Regions from separate parts of the Rattus norvegicus genome. Here region 2 is linked to region 1. Evidence: chromatin contacts called from public Hi-C data. All regions are on one chromosome and are shown on one strand. Each heading gives the region's core, a stretch centred on a gene start, on an enhancer-like site or on the middle of the called end of the contact. The rest is flanking DNA. Distances are from core to core; before and after follow the strand shown. Region 1 holds the start of Chn2 (chimerin 2). Region 2 overlaps Chn2 (chimerin 2).

What was found. Hi-C and Micro-C count contacts between places; a contact is called where the count stands out from the background.
Region 2: a Hi-C map of liver shows a contact between it and region 1, with 5 times the contacts expected there. The contact joins the enhancer-like site here to the promoter of Chn2 in region 1. A contact is called at or near these places in 12 of 12 Hi-C or Micro-C datasets (the A7r5 cell line, the Rat2 cell line, Schwann cells and 7 more) and 1 of 1 datasets of contacts at active chromatin or transcription factors (oligodendrocytes).

What each region holds. Positions count from the first base shown.
Region 1 is chr4:84,474,122-84,480,585 of GRCr8, reverse strand. Chn2 (chimerin 2) reads right to left here and starts at 1,597. Exons shown (of 13, transcript NM_032084.2): 1 at 1,414-1,597. The coding sequence starts at 1,462.
Region 2 is chr4:84,659,696-84,666,355 of GRCr8, reverse strand. It overlaps Chn2 (chimerin 2), which reads right to left. Exons shown (of 13, transcript NM_032084.2): 6 at 6,265-6,550. Among named protein-coding and RNA genes, the nearest start is that of Prr15, 99 kb to the left of the region's middle. Within about 2 kb of position 3,350, at least 1 of the 93 cell types and tissues checked has an H3K27ac peak or open chromatin away from gene starts, as enhancers often do. A contact at or near this core is called in liver, where this site is marked.

The DNA.
Region 1 (6,464 bases), core at 348-2,847:
ATAAGAGCTGACTGCTCTGCCCACCAGTCCCTACTGCCAGCAGCTCAAACTACCCGGCACCTAACAATGCTGTTTTTATTAGTTGACAGCACTCATTAAAGGAAGTGTCATTTCCATGGGACTAAACCTGACCAAGAAAAGATAGCATGTAGCAAGCATTCAAGAGAACAACTACTCTCTGGTCACAGTCACCTTGTGTCTACAATTTGGTTAGTTACACATCCACAGCTGTGGTTCCTTTCATGCCTGCCTTCCTGCCCAATGCTGCATCTCTTCTCCACACTGAATTTAATTTTTGGAGAATAAAGAAAAAGAATTCAATGGGACACCATACAATATTAATACACAGAGCATTCCCACTAGGACTTTAAGACTTTTCTTTGACCCTTGAGTTCTGTATGTCAAACAGAACTGTGTGTCTTAACAGCCATCCCTTCAGGGTTTCTTATTAAAGTTTTCAGTGACCAAAGGGGTAGGGGAACTGTACCTAATGCATCATTCTGATTAGAAACCTGTCATGTTCAGAAACCAGAGGGGCTGCCTCCATTGATTCTTATGCCTTTGCATTCATTATCATTTTTTTTCTGTTCAATTAGACCTGCTGATCAACCATAGAAAAGCTGAAAGCCCTTTTTTTCACCCAGCCACATTTAACACAGAAAAAAAATGGAAGCCTTGAAAGTAAAATTACAGCGTAGGATAAGAACGCGTCTAGAGCCCCCCTCGCTCGCTCCTGCACACACACATGCTCTCTGTGTCTGTCTCACAGTCTCTCTGTCTGTCTCTGTCTCTCTCTCTGTTTCTCTGTCTCTGTCTACACACACACACACACACACACACACACACACACACACACACACACACACACAGTTCACAGGGTAAACATGCCAGGAGTCAGAGAGGCTGGGCTCGACCTCCATTCCACTATCCCACTTTAGTAGGACGAGCAAGACACATTTTCCTCCTGGCTGCTCTCTCAAACCCATGCCCCAAGCGAGTGTCTCCAAGGAGCTAATTTCTGAAACAAACAAAGAAATCCGAGTCTGCAAGGAGCTAGGGTTTGCACCCTTCTTTGGCTCTGGGTATCCAGGGTAGCAGGCGCCAAGATACACAGGTCCGGAGCTCAGCTGTGCCCTCACCTTCCCGGCGCTTTCTGCCCCCGTTCCAGCTGTGCAGAAAGTGCAAGGCTGCTGGCAGCTACTGCTCGCCAGGAGCCCCAGACTCCTGGTCCGCAAGCCTAGGACACTACCGAGTCCCACCTCTACGCTGTCACAGGTCAGACGAGGAGGTGCTGACCACCTTAACAAGTGTCCCGGGGACGCTGGTGCCCCGCGCCACGCTCTCCTAGAGCGGGCGGGACGGCCACAGGTAGACTCTCCATCCCCGCACAGGCGACCGCGCGCTGAAACTCACCAGAGGACACGGAGGAGCCGGACAGACTAGAGTTGCTGGACGCTGCCATCTCGGCGCCGCGCGTCGCTGCTTGCTCAGTCCCGGTGCGGGCGGCGTCGCCGCTGCCCTCGGCCGGCCGCTCGCAGCCCGCGCGGCCCCCAGCCCATGGCAAAGTCCTGGGGACGCGCGGGAAGCACCGGCCTCCGGACTCTGCCTGCACTTCCTGCTCCGCCAGATGACGCGCTGCCGCCGCCGCTATTTATTCGTGCTCGCTGTCCCTCTCGGCGCCTGGGCGCGCTCCGCTACGGGCGTCGGAGTGGCAGGGGCGCAGCGAGGCCGAGGCGGCCGGCCAGGAGGATGGGACCACCGCTCTCAGCGTCCCCGCTGTCCCCGCTGCGAGCCCGCTCCCTGCGCGCGACTGGAACCTGGGCACCCCTGGGCTCCCAGCACCAGCTCTAGAGAATTCAGCCTCCGCCGCCGCACTTCGAGCGGCCCGGGCAAAGGCGGGGGAGACAGATAGACAGCGACCTCCCCCTTCTCCCTCCTCCCCAACTCAGCTCGCGCGCGCACACAAAGGAAGGAGGAGAGGAACGCCGGCGCTCCGGGCTGAATCCACTCTGCCCGCTTGACAGCTCCAGCACCCCTGGCTGCTGGGGGAGGCTGAGGACCAAGGGGTGGGGACCATCAGGACTCGGAGCCTGCCCCGAGGTGTTGGGCAAACCGCCAGGGACGCGCAGCGGACCGAGCAGCAGTGTACAGCGCTGCTTCCCGAGTTAGAGAAGGGGATGGAGGGGTTGTAGGAGGAAGGTGGCAGCAAGCTCTAGGCTCTGGAGCAACCACACAGTGTGGGGAGGGAGTGCGGGGGGGGGGGTCCCAGAAGGCGAAGGCGAGGTCTCTGAGGATTAGGTGCGGGGCAGCAGGCCAGGATGCCACCGAGGCTGGGAAGCGCCCTTTCCACCACCCTACAATTTGTCCTTTGTTGGTCAGGAATCGAAGGTCCCTGCCCTGGTGTAGGTCTCCTAAACCACTCAGGGAGCCGATCTGGCTACACTGAAGTACTCCAGTCACTGGCAGGGACCGTGCCCCAAAAGTCCACTATGCTTCTGAGACTGGTGTTAAAAAAAAATAAAAATAGAGACATCCCAAAGGTGGCATCGGTCTTACACAAAGAAAGTGGTCCTCTGCCCCTTGTTCGGGTCCTCACAAAAGACTAAGACTGCAGCAGGTGCAACTGAAGCCTTTAAGGATAAGGAATTGCCTAGGTGTATGAGAGAAAGGGACTGGGGCTGGTCTGTGCCATTCTCCTGTATTTAAACCTAAATTAATTTCACTGGAAGGAAATGTCATGCAGATATATATTTTAAAATCCGTTTCACGCTCCCAGCAGAGTAATCGGTTCTTTCATTCCTAAAGCTACAGAAAACTGTGAAATTTGAACAGAAATTGTTAGATCAAAGGAAAAAAAGCAAACATTAAAGGAATGAAAGTACTCTCATTATAGAGCAAAACGGAAAGTGTTCGCATTGGGAGCAGCACGATTTTGAAAAACATGGCTAAGAAGGGCATAGTCCATTTGAAAATTATCAGGAGTGACTCGGAACAGCGGCCACGTCCTGGGGGCCTCCACATCTGCAGAGGACCTCGTGTACAGTGAATAATAAGTGTTAAATGATCACGATATGCACTCATGTCACATTTTCTACTTGATTTAAAGTATATTTTAAAATTTCCCCCTAGGATGCCATCCCAGTGTGACTGCCCAACAAGTGCCCCCACCCACATTTATTTGTTGATTAGTTTGGGGGGGGAACCTCTTGTTGAACTCCCATGAGCCACTTCAGCTCCACTGAGCTGTATCATCATGGACTCCATTTATAGGGCTCTTAAGACAGATCTGCCTGGGTCAGCTAGACTCAGGTACTGCTAAGTCTCCTCATCCCATGCACTTTTGGAGGGCAGTGCAAGCTTGAGGTGACTTCATCTGGAGCCCTGTGGGTACATACACTCACCCAGCATGCTCTGGACCACTCTATGGGAGTGGAACTTCTTGCACACCCAGAGTTCAAGGCACGACATGACATTCAGTTGTCTGGCTAGTAATTTACAAAGTCCTCTGGATCTCTAGATGGTGGGCAAGGCTGTCGCTGGACAAGATCATTACTACGTGGGCATTGAAGAAAACCAGCATCTCAGTTCAAACAAGGATGTCAGCAAATACTTTATAGTCCTGTTTCTCCACTTCTACTACTGATAACATGGAGAATAAGCTTGAGAAAAATACTAGTTGTGATACCATATCGTGCTATTCAAGACTGTATTCCAAGAGGTTGTAAATTGTTTAGCTGAAAGGTAGAACCAAACATTCGAACAATGTTTTCTTTCTCCAGGAACCCAAGTGGTATGCATATGTGGTAGTTTGAATAGGAATGACCCGTATAGACTCGTGGCTTGAATGCTTGGCCATAAGGAGTAGCACTATTAGGAGGTGTGGTCTTATTGGAGGAGATGTGACCTTGTTAGAGGAAGTGTGTCACTGTGGAGGTGGGCTTTGAGGTGTGCCATGCTCAAACTCCATTGAGTGTGGAAGCCAGTCCCCTTCTTGCTGCCTGCAGATCAAGATGGAGAGCTCTCAGCTCCTCCAGCACCATGTCTGCCTGCATGCCAGCATGTTTCCTACCATGACAAAAACAGTGGATTAAACCTCTGAACTATACACCAGCCCCAATTAAATGTTTTCCTTTATAAGAGTTGCCTTGATTCTGGTGTCTCTTCACAGCAGTGTAACCCAAGCTAAAACAACATACAAACATGCAGGCAAAACATATAGGTAAAATAATAAATATTTAAAAAAAAACCAAAATATGGCCCAGTAATAATCTTCATTACTCCAGATAGATGAAGGGATGGACAGGTTCTCACTGTGAAGGCACCACCACCAGGTAAAAACAATGCAATCCGAAAGTAGAAGAGAGAGCTTCCGTGAGGCCCAGCTTGTGGTCAGAGGTAGATGGAGTCGGTCGTTTTGAAGAACAAACCTAAAACAGTTTCTGGACTGATATCTGAAAGTTGATGGCTCATTGGGACAGCTGAATGTTAATCATCAGGGAAAACGTAGCCACTCGTAGTCCAGATCCACTTTCTCCGGTTCAAAGACCGAGGGGCTTGAGTCTCCTGATCAGATATTTCAGACTGTAAATTAACAAGCAGGACCTGATGCGAAGTGCTAAGTCTCTTTGTCAGTAGGCGCAGGAGCCCCTGGTGGCAGGCCTCCCGACATGCTTCCCCAAGTGAAATGATAAAACCTTCATTCGTGCATTTAATTCACTTCTCAACAGCACCACACAATTCTGTATAGGTGCTATTGGTAGGAGTCTAACACGATCCAGTACAATTTTCTTAAATACTGCGTCCAGCTTCCTCCAAATGATAAAGGATCGAGGGAAAAAGGAGAGTTTGTCAATAATGTGCTCTGACATAGAATTTAAAGTTGCCATTTAACTTAGCACTCACTTACTTTCTTTTCTATTTTTACATTTATTTGGTGTGTATTCATGTATGTGCATTTACACATGTTTATGTGTTTGTACCATATATGTCTGTCTATGTGTTTGTACGTAAGGGTATATTGTTTATATGTTTATGTGTGTATACATGTGTGTATGCATGTGTGTGTATGCATGTGTGTATCTGTGTCTGTGTGTGCATGTGTGTGTGCCATGTGTTTATGCATGTGTGCATGTGTGTGTGTGTGTGTACGTATGTGTGTGTGTTTGCCTGTGTATCCACACCCATGCTTGCACATGAGGACAACTTACAGGAGTCAAGTGTCCTCCTTCTACTCAGAAATTGAACTCAGACCCAAGTCCTCAGGCTTGAGGACAAATATCCTTACTCATCGAGCCATCTTACCAGCCCCTAGCAATAATTGTAACACCGATTTCATCACCACATCAGAAATTCATGAAGCAAGTTGCCCTGCAGCCTAGGTCACTGGGTATGTCAAACCTGAGTAACTGAACAGGGCTCTCTACCTTCAAAACCTTCCTTTCTGTGATTCCCCTTTCTAACTGTACTTCCTGCTGACTCCTTCTCAGCTGTGATCTTTTCCCTTTGTGCCCTGTGTACCTAGGAGCTGTCAACACCAGTTTCTGTCCAGGTCCTTCCCGTTGACCAGTGAGCTGTGGGCAAAGTTCACCAGAAGGCACTTTGTCCAGAGAATCTTCTCATTTCCCTGCCAGCTCTTCCATGGAATGCTTTCACTCTCTACCAACAGATCTCAGTTCTGTCTTGTCTTAATGGCATTGCTGGCTGTGGTGACAGTTTTCTCACCTTCATCACTAAAAGTTTCTCGGAGGGGGAGGGGAATGGGCGGGGAAAAGGCGGGGAATGGGCGGAGAATGGGCCAATGTTATTTGTCAAGCCTTTGTGTAATTTAACATGCCTTGCACACAGTAGGTCATCAAGAGATCTCTTCTGAATACAAGAGCAAAGAATTGAATGACTTTTCTCCCCAGGGGCTGTGATCACCGAGTGATGAACAACACCTCTGGGGCACAAAGGGCAGTCAGTAGACAGGTATGTGAGAACACTCTAGCCTTGAACAAGATTAACTGAAATGGCAAAAGCAAAAGAGCAACACGTTTACAGTCAGTGCCCTGCCTCTTCATCAGCCGGGACTCTTGTAACTCCTAATATTTACTGCTTTCAGGGTACCCTTACATTAATATAATCTGTTATTTTATTTTAGCGTTCCTTTGAAGTTTGAAGGCAGGCAGAACACACCACAGAGTGGATGTAGTGGGTGTGCAAGGCTGCCCTCAGCACTCCTTTGGGGCATTTCTCTAAGAAGGTCATTTCCTTCCCTTGTGCTAAACACAGAATGAAATATGCCTTACTTGCAAGATTAATCCAGTGGTCTGTGTTCACGGGAGAGTGGTGGGGCTGTTTGTCAAGCAGCTTTAAATATTTTATGGCAAATTACTCTGGCCTGAAAAGTGGCCCCTTTGCTGTCAATTCCTCATCATCAATATCATTGCTGGGAGTCCTAGTTCCCTTTGTAGTTCAAGCCCTGT
Region 2 (6,660 bases), core at 2,101-4,600, 180 kb before region 1:
CCGGTAAATCCTGGCTTCCTGCGAGCATCAAGCTAGCTCAAATCCATTCGCACGGTGTTCCCGTTCTGTTTTTATGGCTGTGCATGCGCGGCAGGAAGATGGATGACCACAGTCATTACTGTACCTGTCATTTTCACTAGCCAAGCTCCACTCATCTTCATTTATCCTTGACTCCTGAGAGAAGCCTGGTTATGTCAGTTACATGGTATTTCCAGAGAACCTCCTGAGGAGAGAATTGGCAGTTTTTCTGCACCCTGTAATCCAAGCAGCTTTATTTTCTACCTCCTTTATATCAATGGTCCATGCCCCACCCCAATACCTGCCTCTGTGTGTGTGTGTGTGTGTGTATGTGTGTGTGTGTGCATGCCTGTGTGTGGGCGCATATGTACATGTGCTAATGTGCATATGTATAAGTATGTATAACTCTGTGCATGTGTGTGTGTTTGTACATGTGCACCTGTGTACTGGGTGTGCATGCCTGTGTATGGTCACATATGTACATGTGAGTGTGCTCATGTGCTTATGTATAAGCATGTATAAGTGTGTGCATGTGTGCGTCTGTGTGTGTGTGTGTGTGTGTGTGTGTGTGTGTGTGTAAATGAATGCAGCTCCTTAGCTTGGCTAAGGGCAGTGGTCAAGTCTAATGAACACAGAGAAGCTCAACATCCCCAAAACAACCTCCCAAGCACAGCACGCAGTTGTGAGGTCATCTGAGGAAGGGACTGCGGCATAGTCACATGTTGGGCTTCTGAAGCCAGTTAGCTTTGTACAGAGCACCATGAGAACCATACTAACTATGGGCGTGAAAACTGCTGTGTGCTTCGGCTGGCTTCTCCCCCACTCTCTTCTCTCTACCACACTCCTCCTTCCCACTTATGTCTCTCCTGTCTGGCCCCTGGACACTGCACCCTGCTCCTTGCACTGTTCCCCAGGACTTTGGCTGGGTTTGGCCAATGGGAAGTCCTGGCAGAAGGTCACATATTGGGGGCTGTGAGAAGGGCAGTGATATGGGGTGGCCCCACTCTTGGGAGAGTTTGAGAGGATTGAGAGAAAACACCCAGGGTGACCCCCATCTGTTCCAGAGGCTTCTGCTGGTCTTTAGGGCTGAGCAAGCCTTTCTCCTTGGCATGGTAACTGCCTTCAGGTCAGGGGCAAAGCAGACAAAGCTACCAAGATGGGCAGCTGGGGCCCAGGAAACTACAAGTGAAGGGGTTACCTGTGTGTGTGGGAGGGGACAGAGCGGTGCTCTCCAAAGGGGGTCCTCAGTGAAGGAGGGTTTCCTAAGGAGGCGGAAGAAAGGGTTGCTGGTGAGGGCTTTATGGTAGGAGAATGGAAACCTAAGAGGCTTCGGTGCCTGTGGCAGGATGTAAAAGTGACTGGGGCACTGGTCCTGTAGCAGCCAGAGGAAAGCAGGGAAATGGATGGAAGAAGGCAGCTGACTGGGACGCTTCTGGGGAAGAGATGGGAGGACCAGAAATGCCAAGATCAATCTACCCCCATCTCAAGGAGTCATTCCCACACTGCAGCCATTTCTGCCTCGTGCTATAACCTTCCAGTTCCAAACCTCCACTAAGTCCTGAGAACGCAGATCCCATGTGAACAATCTGGGGGGGGGGGAAGGGGAGGGGGACTGTGAGCATGATGAAGAGGGTGGGGTGGGAGGCAGGGATCTGGATCCGCTCTGCTCTGCACGTACAACAGCCAGGGCAGAAAGCACTCTCCTTGGCTTTAACGTGATGTGTGTATGTGAGACACCACAGGCGTTTTATTCTTGTTTCAGTCTTTGAATGGATACTACATATGTCACAGTTCAAAGCTGAAAGAGCTTCAAACAGAAGCAAGGAGAGGACAAGTCTCTTCCACACTCGCCCTTTCAGACCCTTGCTTCCCCTCCCAACCATCAACAATGGCTACTCTGTTAGCTTGATGACTTGCCAGGAATTAAACATGTAAAACCTGTGTTTTCCTGGTTTGCATAGACGAAACATAAAGATACAGTTGCACTTTCCTTTTTTGCATTGCCCCCCTCCCAGCCCCCATCTTGTCCCAGGGCTGCCCGCCATGCCGTACAAGGAGGAGCTGCTGTGGAACTCACGGAGGTCGTTGTCTGACATTTACTACCACGAGAAACAGTGAAATGAATGAACAAGACAGAACTGGGGCTGACATCCTGCAAAAGCAGGGAAGAGAGCGAGGAGGCTGTAACTGGCGCTGAATGCCAAGGAGAAAACAGGGAAATGAACTTGGGCGCTAGGCGTCCCTAAAACAGGGAACGAATGAATACGATATAGCTGATACACCCCTGCATCTAAGACTTCAAAGGATCTGAGTTTTTTCCTTTCAGGTTTTTGGATTAAGGATAAATAGTTGATCTGGAAAATCCCTGGTTCCCCAACATCTTGGACAGAGGATACTCAACTTGCGTATTATTAAAAGTGCTTTTACCGCCTCACAGGTACACATTATTTTCACTTCAAATATGGGTGCAATTTACTGCATCAGACTACACCCAGTTAATACAGATGCACTTGCCATATTATCTATTTGACTCGGCGGGATGCATTTGGTGAGAAAGGTCGGTTCTTATAGCTAGAAACAGTACTGCATTTTCAAAATCAGACCATGTAAAAAGACTAAGTGACTTTTAAAATGACCATTGATAGGACAGTGGCCAAGTCCAAGTTGTTACTTAGAGCCATAAAGGCAATGACTGCACAGTGAGGTCCGGCTGCTCCACAGAGTTAAGATGCTCTGACGTGTGGTGGGCAGCCTGGGCTCACTCTCCTCTCTGCCCGTGTGAAGCAGGACTAAGGCACACGTGGGGAATCCTGCATGCGAATCTGGCACAGTTGCCTTGAGTCTAAAATGGGACACAGTCCCACGTCTGTGCAATCTGAGTTTAGACTCTGAGTGTTATTCATAGACTGCCGACCATACCATGATTCTTCTTTCCTGAAGACCAGTAGAGAATCTATGTGTGCCATAAATTCTAAAGTATGTTTCATATATTGTACTTAGACTGACCATTTTAATTAAGTGCACCGAATGGGTGACCCAAACACACTACGTTTTAAAAGCCAATTAATTCAATAAAGAATCGTGATGTTTGCCTACTGGTAGGGGCAGAACCTTCACAGCTTCACTCCATCTGCAGGCTCCCCACCTCCCCACCGCATCTACAGTCACTAAAGTCAGGTCCATTGCTAGCAACCTGGACTCCACTCAAGTCTGACAGGGGCAGGTAATTTATCTTTTTTTTTTTTCAATTAGCACTGTTACTGTTCTTGGATTTGTAATAGCACATTCTTTCCTAGGTTTACTTGGAAATGATCAATAAAACAAATGGGTGAGCAACGTTTGTGAGCCGTGGGATGGACCTGGCAGATTTGAGCACCGCTGGGAAGCCAACTTGTTCCACTATTAAACCTTCAAGACTCAAGGCCATTACTGAAGCAGACGGGGACCTCAGGCTCCTCTCCGTCAATCTACTCAAGTTCCCACCAACTCTTTTCCAGTCCCTGCCTCCATGGAGAACAGGCCCCTGCCTTGCCCTGAAGAGTAACAGGATCTCTGGCCAGACTGAGGCTTTTCCTAATCGCACTTGTCAATACAGGTCATGGAGAAATGGATGGATTCTTATCAAGTTAGTTCATAAGCTACTAACAAAATAAGTGCCCCGGCAGGCAGTGACCAGACCTACTGTCCAGAATATTCCTCATGAAAGCCAAGGACATCATTAGTGTCCAAGCAAATCCATACCCTTGACAACTGTCCATCAAACTTCCTGCTGACTACGGACTTCTTCCTTCAGCATCTCCTCTCTTTCCTCCCCTCCCTCCTCCCCAGTAAATGGGTGCAGACTGGCTCACTCGATGTGGTTATTGATCAGGTTCTCTAGGACAGCGGGTCTCAACCTGTCCGTCTCAAACCCTTTTGGGGTTGAACGACCCTTTCACAGGGGTCACCTAAGACATTCAGAAAACAGATATTTACATTATGACTCATAACAGTAGCAAATTTAGTTACGAAGTGGCAATGAAAATACCGTTATGGTTGGGGGTCACCACAAGGGGAGGAACTGTATTAAAGGGTCACAGCGTTAGGAAGGTTGAGAAGCACTGTTCTATGGGGAAGGTGTGCTGGCTAGATTTATGACAACTTGATACAAACTATAGTCATCGGAAAGGAGGAAACCTCCATTGAGAAAATGCCCACATAGGATCAGGATGTGGGTCAGCATGTGGAGCAATTTTCTCAATTAGTGATCCATGAAAGAGGGCCCAGCCCACTGCATGGGGGCCATCCCTGGTCTGGTGATACTGAGTTCTGTAAGAAAGCAAGCTGAGCACGCCATGGGAAGCAAGCCAGTACATGGCGCCCCTGGATCACTTCCATGTCAGTTCCCACCTCCAGGTTCCTGTCCTGTTTGCGTTCCTTTGATGATGAACAGTGATGCGGAAGGGTAAGCCGGTAAACCCATGCATTTGGGTCATGGTGTTTTATCACAGCAACATAAACCCTAACTGAGACAGAGGGCACATCACGTCATGTCAGTTTCCTGCTGAGAATAGCGCCCAGAAATAACGCCCAGCTTCCACAGATGGGATGTCCTTGCTGGTTTCCATTGTGAGGCCTGCTTTCTGTAACAGACGGTGTTTCCAAATGGCAATGCTCTCTGATTCAGAAATACAAACACCACTTCAGAGACTTATTTTACAATTCATCTCCTGATTTATCATGACTGAGGAGGTCAGCTTCCAGATTTCCTATTCTAAATCGCTTTTGAACAGATTTACAAACACTAAGGACTAGCTTTCATCTGGACCAGAACAAACTCGAAATATGGCGCGCTCTCTCTCTCTCTCTCTCTCTCTCTCTCTCTCTCTGTCTGTCTGTCTCTCTCTCTCTCTTTCTGTCTCTCTCTCTCTCTGTCTCTCTCTCTCTCTCTCTCACACACACACACACACACACACACACACACACACGCGCGCGCGCGTGCGAGCACACAGCTTTCCTATTAAATGTAAACAGTCAGCAGTCCCAAAATATCCCAAATCAATTATTTCTGAAAGAATACACAGGTGTTGGGGTGATATTAGAGTTATAAAAAGAAAATGGCAAATTATGTTTTCATGGGCCAGCTGCTCATCTGATGTGATGCTGGAGAAGGCCCTCCTTTGCTCTGAGACTCAATCAGCAAATCAATTACCATCACGCCCTTGCTGCCAACAGACTGGCTGCTGTCTCCAGCCACCCCAGTACCCGGTGAGTCTCCCATCTTGGATGCCTAGTCCTTACCTTCAGCCTAAGCCTTCACTGGCTTCCACCAGTCCTGGCATCAGGGGGCCACTTGCAGTTAAGGGTTAGCAGCTCCCAAAGGAGTGGCGTTGCCATCTTGCCCTCTGCGTATCGCTCTTTGCTCAGTCCTAGACCACTCCAGAAGCTGGGCTTGGCTCAGCCACAGTGGGGTGCTGATGGTATGGTGAGCTGTCACTCCCAGAGGGAAATGGATATGACAAGGCAAAGCAGATGGTCCCCAACGGGACACATCCCTGAAGTCTCCCTGCCAACGGTGTTGGTGCCTTTCAAATATGCTGCAGGATACTGGAGACAGAAATGGTGTCCCCTTCACTATATCCTTCCACTGCTACAACACGCCCAGCTCACACACTCACCCAAGTCAAGGGTTTTCTGATAGCAGTGAAGCACAGCTTGCTTTGCTGGGGGGAAAATCAGCTCGACTAAGCCATCCTGAGACAGCAGCCATTATGGTGAAGGCTTCTAAGTCTGTCAGTAACTCTTCTTGTCAGTTAGCTCACCTCAGAAGGCAGCTAGCCTCCTGCCCATGGATGCTCACACATCCCTAGGATGGACAAAGACAGATACCATGCATTTGGCCCATTTTGGAGACAGAGACAGCCAGCAGGCCCCAAGGGGAGATTTAAGACATTTTTCACCCACTGTTTGGCATCCAACAATAATGGAATGTTTTCTTTCAAACTACAAATAAACCCACAAATGACTATCTGTCTAAGTTCTGCCTCTGACCATAAAGCAAATCATGGAACATTTATGGGCCGTGAGTTTCTCTCCTGAAGCTCAAGAGGGGGTTAACTTGGAAGAGTCTAAGGACCTTTTGGCACTTCAGTTCTAAACTTGGGAGGATTCTTCCCAACACTCTGACAAACTAAATCTATCCTTATCCATTCTCTGTCAGCACAAGCTGAAGCTAGATAGCCCATGACTGTGCCCTGGGCTGCTTACCTTCTCCACTGGTGTGTGTTCCTCGTGGGTGACACCAGCCTTTCTTGACTCATTTTTAGACCTGCTCAGCCTTCTGGACACTTTTTCTCTGAGGAGAGTGGCGTATCCGATGTGCTCGTAGATGGGATTTGTGGTCATTTTTGCAATGTACTCAGCAGCCTTGGTCTCTATGTAGAGCGTGATCAAGCCATCTGTCACCAGGTCGTGAATGGATTCGAACCTCTTCTCACCCACAAAATGCTTCCCATCATGGAAGAGCCGGTAGTTTAAGGTCTGGTTTCCAAACCTGCTCGCCAGAAAGCCAAGGATTACAACCGGTGAGATAACACGGGGAAAGTGAGGTAGCTTCCAGAACATTCCATTTGTTGGGCCTGGAGCGGGTGCTTGGATCTCATC